2 separate regions of the Cyprinus carpio genome follow, and region 2 is linked to region 1. The links are chromatin contacts, called in public Hi-C maps. All regions are on one chromosome and are shown on one strand. The core of a region is the stretch at or near the end of the contact, and the rest is flanking DNA. Distances in the headings are between cores, read along the strand shown. Region 1 overlaps nfia (nuclear factor 1 A-type). Region 2 overlaps nfia (nuclear factor 1 A-type).

Region 1 (6,913 bases), core at 2,602-5,101:
AAATTTTGTCAAATTTTTTTATTTTAAAAAATAGCTGTTCTATACTCCATACTTTTTATTATTCTTTTTTTTTATATTGTTATTAGTAAATTAATAATTTCAGGAAATACTTTTTCCCCCTAGAGAGCAGTCAATTATTTTTTGTTTTGTTTTGAAAAACAATTATAAATTATAGTATTAATATAGTTTATGCACTCATTCAGGGACATTCTATATTTTTTTTTTGATTTTCATAAAATACGTTTTTCCATTTATCAGAAACCTACTGTTTGTTTATCACATTTATTTTTTAAATTACAAGTATAAATATGGTTTATAGACTCATTCTGGATCATTCCATACTTTTTTATAGAAATTTATATTTTTATAGAAATTTAGAAATTTTATGTTTCCTGTGTGATTTGCAGAATTAGGTGAATTAGAGAATTTCTTTCACACATAATCAAAATAGAAATTTGAGCTGAAATATATGTAATAAATTAGTGAATCTAATGAAATTGAATCAAAATCTGAATCAAATCTGATCCAGAGAGGTTGTGAAAATTAGGAGAATTTGTGAATTGGAATTGTGCTGAATTAGAATCAGAATAAAACCTAAATCAAACTGAATCAAAACTGGAAACTAATCAAATCAAGAGCTTACAAATCAGAACAAAATGATCAACGAATCAAACAGGATGACTTTGTGAATCTGAATAAAATCGAATCAAAACAAACTGAATGTTTGTGAATTAGAATCAAACTGAATTGGAGAAACTTTATGTCATACTGTACCCAACCCTACATAACTTCATATTTGACACAAACGATACAGAATGTATGAAGGGTAGAAATCCTGTTAGTTCAATTTGTTGTAAATTCAGATGTTGATAACAAAAACAAAAAAATACAGGCTTGTTTTCATTCCCGTCACATACAATATTGCTTCTACAACAAATCAGATCTATCAAAAACATTCAAACAGTAAAGTCAGCTTAGCGATGAATTCACTTTATCGTACTACTGCGCTACAGTTATCCGAGGCGCTCCTCGCTGACAGGTGCTCATCACTGGCTTATCCATCAATCCCTGAATTTGATCATATTAATGTGTAATCCTCTTAAAGCAGCTCCACGGTTAAAGCACCTCAGGCATCTGCAGACGGGCCACTCTGCCGTACGCAACCCAAGAGGACTCCGGCCATAAGCTCCGAGGTAAAACGAACAGATCAAAGCAGATGATCATCCGCTAGCTGCTATCAGGCCGGAGCAGGATTGCAGGGATGGTCACTGCAGAGGCCGATTATCCATCGGAGAGGATCATGGGAGATCATATTGGCATTTCTAGTTAAGCTTTTCTTATAAAGGTAAGCATAGCAGGGAGAGACCAGAAACGCTGCCAAAATTTCATCTGGGGCATCAGATTTGTAATCTCCTCACCTCCGTTTTTCTCCGCCATGAAAAATGGTAGGAAAACGGCGGGTTTGGAAAAGTTCCCAGTTTGTGTTTTTAGGCAAGCAACGTATTTGAATGCCGAATGACGAAAAGCCTCTCCCAATGTGTAAAGTGGCCAACAACAAGGTTGGTTGCTTTTATTTTCATTTAAAATGCATCTGCGTGTGCCGTCGCCTGGAGACGGAGCTGGTCGAAAAAAACGGAATACAATTCGTCGCATAAACAAAAACAACCACAAAGCCCTTTGTTGCCACCGCCGAAGATCAGCGAAAGAACCGGCGGTCTGCCAGCCGTACGCAACAATACAACAGACTCGAAATTGTAAACTGGAAGTAGATGAGAGTAAGCTAAAATTGATAAGAGACGCAGAGGAAATGGAGAAAAGACAGTTCCACTCCAATCCGATTCTGTACTCCATTAAAAATCAATCCTAATGCCTTTTCGCCACACAATACTTCATTGAACATTAGAGAGAGATTAAAGCAAATTGGACTAGAGATGATCAGATATTGAAGCAAAACATCTGCAGGCCCAGTGTATCGTTTTCCCTTTTTTTCTTCCTCCAGGGGAATACTAGTGTGCCCTGTCTGACTTCTTAACCCTGTGTTATCTTCACCTCCCAGCCAAAGACAGAGCCAATTTGTTTCCCAAACAATTCCGTAGCCATCCTGGTGATGGGGCTTGGCAGGCAAACAAAGAGGAAGAAATAAAGGAAGAAAGTTGAGGAAAAGAGATTGTGTGTTCAACCCTCAGGTCTAGGTGGATGAGCGTGCACTTCAAGAATGTATTTTCCCATTCGTTTCGAGAGCACAGTGGCATTCGGACTGGATCCTAAGAGTCTTTCATTTTGGGAATGAAGCTGAATTGGTTGCAGTGAAACGGATCATTAGAATCATTTGTTTGTGAATCAGACCAAATTGGTTATGCTGCATGTTTTTGATTCGCCAAAAAAATCAGGATGATAAGAATCAATAATTTGGGACTTTAGAATGCATTGGTCACAAAGTATCTGATTCAGTAAAAAAAAATTGGGTTTCATAAGAGTTATTCATTCAGGAATTGGTCTACACTGATTACAATGCATGTTTTGATTCAGTAAAACGAACCAGCTCATAAGAGTCATTTGTTTTTTTGAATCACATTACACTGACTAGGCTGTATGTTTTTGACTCATTTTTAAAATAAAGCCTCTAAGAGTCATGCATTTTAGGAACCAGGCTGAATTGGTCATAATACATGTATATCATTTACCAACATGAACCAACTCATAAGAGTCAACCATTCAGGAATCAGACGACACTGCAGTGTGTTCTTGATGAACTAAAAAGAACCAGTTTATCAAAGACATTCATTCAAGAATCAGAATAGACTGGTTGATATGTATGTTTCTGATTCACTAAAAAAAAAAATGCTCATACTATTCATTAATTCTGTAATCAGACTACACTGATTGTGCTGCATGTGCAAAATGAACCATCTCATAAGAGTCATTTATTCAGGAATTGGACTACACTGATCACGCTGCATGCTTTTGATTGACTAAAAGGAACTCATAACAGCCATTTTTTTGAAGACTCACCGCCCAATTTTAGCTTTAATTCTGAAAATATATAAATAAATGGTGTCTCAAGGCCTCTGAAGTTGTCCCGTTGAGGATTACTCTCTCTCTCTCACTCATCCCTCCATCTTAGCCCCATCCCTTGCTTTCTGGACGCAGGCCAAGAAGGGAAATCCATGAAACATGAAGAATGCGAACGGCACAAGAGCTGCGCGACTGCACTGAACTTTTCCACTGAATCCCTACAACGGGACGAAATTTTCGCCCGCCTCATGGGAAGGATCACTACCAACCTCTAGGCCAGAACTAGCTTATCTAATTGCGCTGTGACAAGAGTAATGAGTGGGTTGAGTGTGTTTAAAAAAGAGAAGCAAAGCGAGAGAGAGAAAGAGAGGAGGGGAGACACGGGACAGAGCCCAAGTGCTAGATGGAGACTCTCTCTCCTTGCTATCGTGGCATATCACATGATCAAGACCATCTCCGATTGGTCAGGAAGCAGAGCAAATTCGTCCGCCATGTAAGGAGGGCTGGTAGCGACATTCTCTCTTCCCTCCCTCCCTTCTCCGCTTCTCTCTTACTCCAATCTTAAAATGGCGGCTGGGGGGAAAAGTCTGCCAAAAAAGGGAGCGAACCTGATGCTCTTTTTTCTTTTAAACGCTTCTTTAAGACTTTTTTCTTAATCCAAAAAAAAGATGGCAAAGAGGAGAATGGGACAGCTTTGAGTAGAAACAGATGAAGCGGGCTTGTTTTTTTGTCGAGCACTGGCTGGTACAGGCAGTTAAGGGGGAACTTTGACAGCGGGCCAGGAAAAAACATTAACTGTGCTGTGTCCGGCAGACTGCCGAGGGGAAGGAGGACACTTTCCTTTGGCTGGCATTAGCACAGCGCTAGCATTAACAGGCTTAGACCCCCTCCAGAGGGGGTGACTTGGGGACGGACCCTGCGTCAACTTCTAGACCAAAACAGACACACTAACATGCACAGAGACAAAAGAAACACACTAACAGGTGGCTCTGAAACATGTTTGTTGGGTCAGGTATCGATTGCATGAGCTCTTGATTCCTATTTTGATTCAGTTTGATTTGGTTATATCTCATGAGAGATGGCAACCAGTCTTTTAGAAATATTCATTAAAGAATTGATTCATAAGACTCATTTGTTCGGGATCAGACTTCACTGGTTGTGCTATATGGTTTCGATTTACTAAAAGAAACCGGGAGCATTAATTGGACTTCATTGGTTGTGCTGTATGGTTTTGATTCAGCAAAAAGAACCAGTTCATAGGTGAAATTGTTTGTGAATCGGGCTGCACTGGCCACGCTGTATGTTTCTGATTCATTAAAACAAACCGGCTCATATGAGTCATCTGCTTTCGAATCAGGCTACAATTGTGGTGCTAAAAAGAACTGGATCATTAGAGTGATTTGTTTTGACAATCGGACCACCGGTCACACAGTATTATTGTGTTTGCCTAAAACAAACTAGTTCATGAGAGTCATTTGTTTGGGAATCGGGCTACATTGGTAGCACTCTATGTTTTTGTTTCACTAAAAAGAACTGGCTCATACGAGTCATTTTGCTCATAAATCAGTCTCCACTGAAGGCACTAAAAAGAACCATTTGAATCATTTGTTAGTGAACTAGACAACACTAAAAACAAACTCGTTCATGAGAGTCGGACTTTGCTGGTCACCCCATAGGCTTTTGAATTACTAAAACAAAACAGCTCGATTCACAAACAAATGAAACCTCTGAACTGGTTCTTTTTAGAGAATCAAAAACATAGATCACAACCGGTGAAGTCAAATTCAAGACCCCAGTTCCTTTAAGTGAATCAAAACCATGTTGCATGACCAGTGAAGTCTGGTCCTGAAAAAAATAAGCCTTATGAATCAATCCTTAAATTATTATTTCAAAAAGACGGTCCCATTAGATATACCCAAATCAAACTGAATCAAAATATGAATTGAGAGCTTTATGAATCTGCCTGTATGTTTCTGAATCACTAAAATAAACCAGTTCATAAGAGTCACCTTTATGCGAATCAGACTTGCTCTGTACTGTATGCTTTGATTCAGTAAAAAGCTGCTTTGCGTTCAATAGAAAGACAACAACAATAAGTGTTATGAAATATGATTTCTTTTACATCGGCACGTCCATGGCAATATCGACTTGCGTTTTAATCGCATGAAACTTTATTACAGGTAAACAACAGCAAATCGATTTAGGAAAGCCGATGCATCCTTAACCAATGGACAAAGTTTGGATACAATCCTCCGAGCACATGACAGGCCGACACGAGTGCCCTTGCGAGGTTTCCTAAAACCTTGACGCAATCTACCTGCTGGAAGATTAGGGTTTGTAAAAGTCTGATTACGTCTTATAGCGACTTAATTTGATTCGCAATCTGTACAGCAACTTCTAGGACCAGCTGGAGGCATTAGCCCAGGTCAGGTGAGCTGGGCGAGAGACGCCAGCTGGGAGGGCACCTTTTTTTTTGGTGTTTGTTTTGTTGTTGGGCGAGTGGTGCTGGCGTTAAGAGGTGCAGGGGCTAATCGCATCATGTCTTCTGGCTTCCCAGGCATCAGTGACTCATATGAAAGAGGATCAAGGTGGAATGTTCTTTTCCCAGAGGCCTGTGCCTGATGGAATTAACCCTGCCATAGATCCCTTCCACCAACCGCAGGGGCCGGGTCAAACTGATTATCTTTCAGAGCGGCCTCGCGACAGGACCACGGCTATTAAAAGAGACGCTTATAAAACCATCTCGCACCTCTGCTCTTTAACTTTTGCCAGGCCAGGTTTGACAGTAAACAGGTAAACACCTGCGAATGAAGATGCAGATGCCGGACCCCAGCTCGGTCGAGTCGTAATCTGTGCCATTCCACAAAGGACATCAGTGTCATCTTCCCCTGCGGCAGACGGAATGGCATCTGATCGAGGGATCTCTGTCTTCCTCCTCATGCCCTCAGTTCAGACGGAATACTCAAAGCGTGACGGAGACGGGATGCAGTCTGTCTCCCCGTCCACAATGCATTCCCTCTGATGAATTTTTCAAGCTATTACGGATTTTTTCCTGTTGTTCTTGAGCACTAAGTTGCTAATACACAGTGGCATGCTGTTAATGACCCAAACAATCGCTGTTTCACACATACATATTTCATTACAACAGCTGAACAAATTACATATTTATGCTTTATAAGGGGGAATGCCATTCGGATTCATTAGCTATGCAGGCAGGTACAGGAATCCCATCTGCAGCCGCATCTGTACAACAGGAGCTGACAATAACAGGCTGTGCCGAGCTATGACCAACTTCGCTCGGGCAAACGCGCACACAAGCTAATATAATAACATGCTCGAGACCCTGCTCTTGAAGATGTAACAAGGTGGCACACAAATTATGATTAGTATCATTTTATTATCGTACATTTACAATTTGCAAAATTGTAATATTTCAAAATCATCGGGCTACAAATATATGATTAAAATAATTTGTAATTTAATACATATTATTATTAAAAAAATGTATAAATAATTAGAATTATTACTACTATATAATTGTTAGAATATCATAAATCATTGACCATTAGTCATTTTTATTATTAATTCCACATAACTGAGTTCCAGAAAGATTATCAGTTTGACTAACATGTAAATTAGTACTAAACATTATTATAATTAATTAAAATTAGTGATATATAATTGAGACCCAATGAGAAGCCAGAATATCAGTTTGACTTAAATTTATAATTTAGTAATTAAGATAATAATGAAGTAGAACTGGTAATTATTGATAGAAAATATAATTATTATAGAAAATGATAATTACTTTGAGTTATAGAAAAGTCTGATTATCTATTTGACTTAAATGACATTTAATACATTATTATTAATAACAATCATTCAGTTCCAGAGAGAA
Region 2 (7,833 bases), core at 3,850-6,349, 43 kb after region 1:
CTGAAAACACTGGAATGAGACACAACTACAGTTCACAACAAGTGCAATTGCATTTAGTAAACATTTATAATGACAGGAACTTCAAAGAATTCTAATTGAGTATTTCATCTTTAATGCATCTTTTTAATTTTATATGACAACACAATATCCTTTTTTCCGCATAAACTAACATATAGAAATAACATTCAGTCTTAAATGTAACATGACTACTTAAAACTGCTTAAAAGGAAACAGTCACTGGTGTAATGCTAGTCTGGGTCTCCATGGCCATTAGCCTCTTTTGGCTGGTTTAAACGCCACACCACTCTATGGCCCAAACAAAACCACCTGTTTTAACAGGAGGTCAAGGGGGCAACCCAAAACCAAAGCTTGCCCTCCGCTTGACTGGCTGCTAATGGGAGTGGATGTTTATCTAGGAGGTCAAATGCCTTGAAGATGGGGTCACGACCCTTACATCTTAAGCCGTGACCTCTCCCACGTGTGGAGTGCTCCTGTCGTAAATTAGCCACGGTTACACGTCCTCAGGCCACAGCGAACACCACATTTGTGTCTTTTTCTAGTTCTCGTGTTACCTTCTGTTAAGAGATTTATGGCATCTGACTAAAATTATGAACTGCGTGACTGCTGAGATTAGAAAATGCATAATTCTAAGAAATACTGAAAAATATTTAAAAAAAACTTATAAGTACAAACTTGAACTTTAACATATATGAAAAAGACTTTTCTATTTCTATCTTTTTTTCTATCTACTAAAGAGAATAGAAACATACTGAATAGTGCAAAAACATTGACACAATATTAAGAAATACAAACTTAACCTTGCAAATTATAAAACATATTCAAATATATTAAATATTCGTGAAAATATTGAAGAAATATTTAAAGAATTGAGAAATACAAACTTAAACTTATATATTCTATGAAAAATATAATGAACAATACTGAAAATTTTGAAATCTAAACTTACATATAAGAAAAAAGTTGAACATTACTGCACATAAATCGAAAAACAGTGATATAAACAAACTCACATAAAAATTTTGAAATACAAACGGAAAAGTCAAACTCGTAGCCTATTTATATTGTTCCTCTAGTATATCTGAGTTTCTGTTTACCTAGATTGAACTGAAACCTCTCTTCCAGCAATTTCCCCTAATATCGATAGGTAGTCGTATTATTGTCAAGATGAAGTGGGTGTGTTTGCTGGCCTGCACCCCTTTGCCCTGGCAAGACTGTGGGATAAATTTAATTACTGACTTCAGCTCCTCTCAGAAGCCCCACTTTCGCCATCTGTGTATGAGGTCAGGCTCTCTTCAGATGGCTTTTAATCAAGGGGGCTCCAGCAATGCTCCACTGCTTTAAATAAGACAGAGGATGAAACCTGATCGGCCCGAATGCAGGTCAGAGACGAGGAAAGAGAGAGAGAGACTCTTTGGAAGTCTTTCTTCCTCTTGTTCTCTCGCTGACGTCTCTTATTCACCATCGAATCAAAAAGAAATGGTAACTTCGCCGATTAGGATGTTAGCAGGACGCTCCCCCCTGAATAGGCTTTCAGAACATCAAAACTAAGGATTTCGGCAGGCCACGGGGAAACGCGTTTCAGCGACGGTGTCGTGCTTATCCTCACAAAAAGCTCAAAGGCTCTGGGCCTTTGTGTTCCCACCAAGTCAAAGTAATTCACACGCTCCCGTTTTGCAACCTGCCGTCTGCCAGATAGGCTGATTTTCCTACGCGGCGTTAAAGCTCACGTTTTATGGCTTTATCTCCGCCGTCTTCGGGTTACACAGTGTTTTCATTCTTTTATCGGCACCTCATCAAAGCGCGAGTCCGTACGGAATGCCGGGAATGGCGGAAACGCGCGCTGCCAACTCGCTCGGTGCCACAATTTGCATGCGAGAGGAAACAAATGTAATTAAGGTGCCCAGTTTGCCTTGCGAAACAAAGTGCGCTTCTCGTCTTCCAAGTGAAAGCCTGTGTTTGTGCCGCTGTCAGTGCAAGACGGATCCCCTGCCGCCTTCTGCCAATTAACAGTTGCTCCGTCAGATATTTGTGCCGGACTTTTCCGTGTTAGCTTCTTGCAGTTAGCGATTAGCATGAAAATTCACTCTCATTTACATATTCAGCTAAAAGTCTGCGTTTTTCGACATTTCTTTTGGCATAAAGGAAGCAGTGGATTTGATTTGAGTTGAATCCAACAGCTTCCTCATTGACTGTTGATGGATAGTAAACAGTAAAATCCTAAAAAGTGCAATCTATTACAATAAATTGCGTTAAACATTTTGCATTGTCATTCACATACGTTCAAAAGATTTACTCAATTCAAAACGGGACTTACCTGCATGCACAAAGTAGGCCAAGTACAGGTCGAGCTCCTTTACGGAAACTCCTATGTGATGCGGCTGCACGCACAGCCCCGGGTTCGAGCACTGCGGAGACTTAACCAGCCTTTCGCCGTCAGTACTTTCAAGCGGAATACCTTTGAATAAAATCACCATGACCAGGTCCAAGCGCCACACCTTGTCCGCCTGACGCAGGCAGTCGATTCTCCTCATCTTGCCCTTCTGGTCAGGGTTGGAGAGCACACAGCAAGGGGGCTTCTTCCCGGTGACAGTGAGCACAAAATCCTCGCGGAACTCCGGCCGGATGTCCTTGCGGAGTTTGGCCAGCAGCCGCGATGCCCACTTCTGCTTGACCTCTGGCTTCTCGCTGAGCAGCTCGTCCTTTACAGCTCGCTCCTCTTCCTTAGACATGCGCTTCTCGTGCTTCTTAAAGTATTTTCTCTTGCGGGCCTGCAAGTTGAACCAAGTGTAGGCAAACGCTCTCACATGGGGCAGCAGTGCTTCAATGAAAGGATGGAATTCATCCTGCGAAGAAGGACAAGGGAGTGGAAATTAGTCTGAATTACTTTTAGAAACATCCTTAAAAATATAAATATTAAAAATCTTTTTTTTAATAAAGCAACTGCAAAAAAAAATTAACTAGCTAAAGTACAAATTTCTCACAGCAGACACCATGAAAGCAAAACATGCACGTCTACATAAAATCCCTTTTGATTATTTTGAAAAACGGCCCTCAACAGCAGGACTGTGTCTGTGAACCGAGCAGGGCAGTGTGTGTGTGTGTGTGTGTGTGTGTGTGTGTGAAGCTCGTCTAGGACATATCTTGGCTCTCTGGCAAGAATGCTGGTCTGTAGGGGTCTGCCAGGGCCGAGAAAAAGCAACAACCGACCAGGAAAATTAGAGTGGCTATTTTTATCTGTTCTCCATAAAAATGCACACACAATTCCAAAAAACCGAGCTACTTCATTCGCTATCAACGAGGAGTGTGTTGTTTTCACACAGGAGTGTGTGCCGGGCAGATTGTGCCGGCTTTTGGGATCCCTTCACCTGCCGCTGGTACACAACCTGGCAGAAAATCCATTTTTAAAATATAATGACAAAAAGATTACGACATTAAAGCGTATTTTTGTATGTGGTCAAAACTTCTTCTTTCAGTGGATACATTCATGCAGGGATTTGTTTTTTGTTTTGTTTTTTTTATCTACAATATAATTTAATATAAACATAATATTACTGTATAACCAGAAATGTGGTTATTTAGGAAAGCTGCATAATGCATTAAAAGGATTTTGTTATTATACAAACTGCAAGCATTTTTAATATTGTACATGTGCTTGATTATCAAAATAATAAATACATGCTTTTCTGTATTTGTAGGCTTGCATGTCCATTTCTTTATTGCCTTAAAAAAACAATACGCAATAATAACTGGGCAAATAAATAACGTGCATTTCTAATATGAAATAATTTGGGATTTTACGCAGAAAATAACTCCGGGTTTTTATTACATCGAGAGAATAATGGCAGACTGCCAATCACTAGAATAACATTTCCACAAACAGCAATAGCCCTGCATCGTGTCCCAAAACCAAGCGTGCGAGAGCACGAGAGGCCTGCCAGCAAGCAAGCAAAGTGCACTATGTGTTGAGCGCAGATTTCATTTGAATAAGCTCAGATATAAATACAATGTGCTGGGCCTCGGACCAGTGCCTTTAGAAATTTAACAATTAATTCGGCGTAATTTAGGAACGTTAATTAAATTAATTTCTCAGGCCAATTTCAAGCACTGCTGATAATGTTCGTTTCGTAATTAAAAATAATCACAACATGCCATCGAGCAAAAATAAATAAATATTTATTACAAAAAAAAAGTTTTAATAATGATGGAGGTTTATGACTGAAATAAATGCAATGTTTGTGTAAGATTTCTGCATGTTATCTTATTAATCACAGCAACAACAGACTTCATATAGATACATATTGCCATATCCCTTTTGTTAAACCACAGGAAATCAAGGATTTGTATAAGCATATATCATTATTATAGTGTGCGGTGTGTATGTGTCTCCTGTGAGAACGTATATGTTTAATCATATTGTTTCCTTCCTGTCTTGTTCAAGAATCAAACTCTCTTGCCCCCAAGGCATAAAAACTGTATTGTTTCATCCTGCATTTAAAAGAATTAATGAATTCCCTTATCTTCCTTCACTGACTCTCCAAGTAACTTAATCCAAAGTCTGTGAAATATTGTTCCTCAGTTACTGATATCATCTATTGCTGTGGCTTTTTATACATGTATATCATGTGCTTTTATAAAAAAAAAAAAAAAGGAACTGTTGCAGACTTGTCTACACTCAGACTTCTTGTAAAATTGCTTGGAGAAAAGAAATCAATATAGAAAATCTCCAGACGAGAATCGAGCTCTCTACTGTAAAATCATGATGTTAACTTTCAGCAGTTTCCTAAGCAAATCAACCGACTGCTAGAATTATTTGGCGGATGATACACAACACAGCGTAATTTAACATGCAAATTATAATTACGAGGACATCCAGAAAGCTTGTTTTCCTCTTTTGTTATAATTCTAGCAATTCATGAAAAGCAAATTCTACACGCTCGTAGCGGCGGAACAAACAGCTCTTCGCATTTTGGAGCGTGCCTGAGTGTCAATATAGGGTCTGGTTAGCATGTCTGGTTTTTCCAGACTCCTGAAGTGTTTCAAGCTGAACCTCGCTGTCCTATAGGAAGGCCTCAGCAGGGAACAATAGTGCCTCGTGTCCAAAAGAGTTTTAACACATACAAAAATATTACGAAAAATAGATCATGGGAAAGCACAGTTTACATAATATCCCGTTAACACACTGAAAGGTGTTCAATAACTAATGCAAGACAAATGTATGTTTTTTTTTGTTTTTTTTTACTAAAATATGTGAACGATTTGAAAATGTGTTATTTGGATTTTAAGGTTTTTAATATAAAATGAAAGCAGTATACAGACGTGATTTTTGGCACTCTGAAGACTATTCGAGTCCTTAAATACAACACACACACACACACACACACACACACAGAGAAAATAGACCTCATACTGCCTTAACACCGCAACACAGAGGAAATCAATTGCCCGTCTCAATTATCTTCAATGCAACTATTTTTTTTTAGATGTTTAATAATATTACTGTCAAATTACTAATTTAAAAGAAAGAAAACAATGCTCATGTTTGTTTTATTGCAACATTTTAAGCTGTTTTTCACAGAGTGCATTATTGCTCTAAATTCAGAACATCACTTATATAAAGAGTATCACTTATTTTTAATAAGTACTGTTTTTTAGCATTAAATATAGGTACTCAAGTAAATGAAATATGTTAGATATATATAAGTTCTTATGTATTACATTTACTGTGATTGATAAATTATCAAAAGCTTCCCCATGGTTTTGCATGGATGTAACAAAAAGAAATAGTTATAAAACAACTTTTGCGATCGTATTCAAGTCGTACTTCATCAAATCAATGAAAAGACGACTTAAAAGTTAGAGAACTTTCTCAGCTTGTCTTTCTCCACACATTACACATACTTTGTCTTTTTTTCGCACGAATCCTTTCCAGTATCTCCAAACAGACTGTAACTAACACGGTTAAAAGAACGTCCCTATAGGCGACACAATACTGAGGCCTTCTCCTTTGTTTTGAGAATTCAATAAAACACATTTAACCAAACAGTTTAAAATCACATCAAGACTATAACGCTACAGCTTTTCCAGACCTGTCACCTCACTTCACCTGCCACCACGAGTCACACAATGATTGTTTTTTTTTTTAACTCCTTTAACCCTCTAAGTTGCTGCAACTTTAGTTTTATTCTGTGTTAATTACAAAAGTATGATAAACAACAAATAACACTGTGCATATATATATATATATATATATATATATATATATAACACCACATTATAAACTAGGCTATCAAGCATGACAGCATCAAATCTAACAGTCTTAATTTTTAAACTTACTCAACTTATCAATATTTAGAACTGCTGCTAAATATCAGAAATATAGAGGCATTGGAGCTTTCAAAAATATGAATCAAAGAGTTTCTGCTGCCTTGAAGAAAAAGTCTCATGTAAGCAGCAGAAAAGCTTTTTATTGCCGGCAGCTGGTTCGAACTAAAGTTAACACAGAAAACGGCATAGTTGTTTTGATATTTAATAACAAAATGCACCCAAATAAGACTATTGTGATCTCAAATATGTGTTTAAAGGTGATGTTTTAAACTTCAAACTTAAAACAGCTTGGTGTCATAGTAGTCATGCAAAGAGTTTTTATTTTGTATTTCACGAGTTGTCCTGCTTTAAAGAACCCAGAGTGCTGTGAAAAACCTACATTGAGAACACTTTAATATTTAAATAACCATAAAGCAACCTAATTAGGAAAGATTTCTTTTCCGAATCGTTAAAGAACTTTATTTTAAAGAGTGCAACCGGATCGATGTGCATAACGTTGACTCGGTGTAACGTTTTCTTTCATGCACAGCGCTTAACTTGCTAAATATCAGCGTCCGTGCCCATGCAAAAAGCGTCTGGAATAAAATACAACTGTAGATAAATGTGCACAAGAAACATTAATGTGTGTAAGGTGGGCGCCATCCGCCATGTGGTAGTTCAGTTGGCTCTGTCAGAGCAGAAATGCCTTAGTGCACGCTAAGTTACTTGTCTTATGCAAAGGTTAGTCCCTATCCGCGCTGTCCCGGCCAAAGACACCGCTTAAACGCAACAAACAGAGTTAATAATAAACGAAAATGTCACTTACCTGTGTTAGGCATAGCGGAGAATACATATCTGTCGGTTTTAACTCTTGAATTGGCGATGTATATGTTGTGTGTGTGCGTGTGTGTGATTGAGTGAGGGTGTGTATGTGTGAATGTATGGGGTGTGTATGTATATGTGTGTATGAAAAGAGAAAAAAAGAGAGACAGAGAAGAAGGGAGAGAGGGAAAATAAAGCCTTGCTTCTTGCTTTCACATTTCCAACTCTGCGAAGTGCGCGCGACGCTTCAGCGCTCCATAGAGCTGAACTTTAACCCCGCCTCGAGTTACACACATCTACTGTACTGTACTGTTAAAGCAGTATATCCAAACTTTCGGCATTATCATCAAGCGCAGCCTTAGAGAAAAGTCCCGACGACGGATGGATGGAAGTACGCGGAGATTTCACAGAGCCATGAGTGAAACAGTGCTGATGAAGCGCCGAGAGGAGCGATTATTTCATCTTGCGGTCATCTGAATAGAAAAAACGATAGAAAAAGTCGTCCGGATGCGTTACAAAACTCGCGTTTGATTCATTCCTCTCCGCGCAGAGCCGCGCTCTTGCATCCGCCGAGAGGCATGTGGCGGTGCGAAGCAAAACTGAGGCGGATTTACGAGCAGCGAGCAGGGCTCGGCATTGCTTAGGAAGATTGCAATATCCTTAAAAACCCCCTGTTGCAAAAGCTGC

Evidence for each region. A called contact is a pair of places that touch in the nucleus more often than the background predicts.
Region 2: a contact with region 1 is called in a Hi-C map of skeletal muscle, with 2.2 times the contacts expected there. The contact joins two enhancer-like sites. A contact is called at or near these places in 3 of 8 Hi-C or Micro-C datasets (liver and skeletal muscle).

What each region holds. Positions count from the first base shown.
Region 1 is chrB22:22,683,625-22,690,537 of ASM1834038v1, forward strand. All of the region lies in intron 2 of nfia (nuclear factor 1 A-type), which reads right to left. Among protein-coding and RNA genes, the nearest start is that of nfia, 78 kb to the right of the region's middle. Within about 2 kb of position 3,852, at least 4 of the 8 cell types and tissues checked have an H3K27ac peak or open chromatin away from gene starts, as enhancers often do. A contact at or near this core is called in skeletal muscle, where this site is marked.
Region 2 is chrB22:22,725,817-22,733,649 of ASM1834038v1, forward strand. nfia (nuclear factor 1 A-type) reads right to left here. Exons shown (of 12, transcript XM_042749215.1): 2 at 2,336-2,864. Among protein-coding and RNA genes, the nearest start is that of nfia, 36 kb to the right of the region's middle. Within about 2 kb of position 5,100, at least 1 of the 8 cell types and tissues checked has an H3K27ac peak or open chromatin away from gene starts, as enhancers often do. A contact at or near this core is called in skeletal muscle, where this site is marked.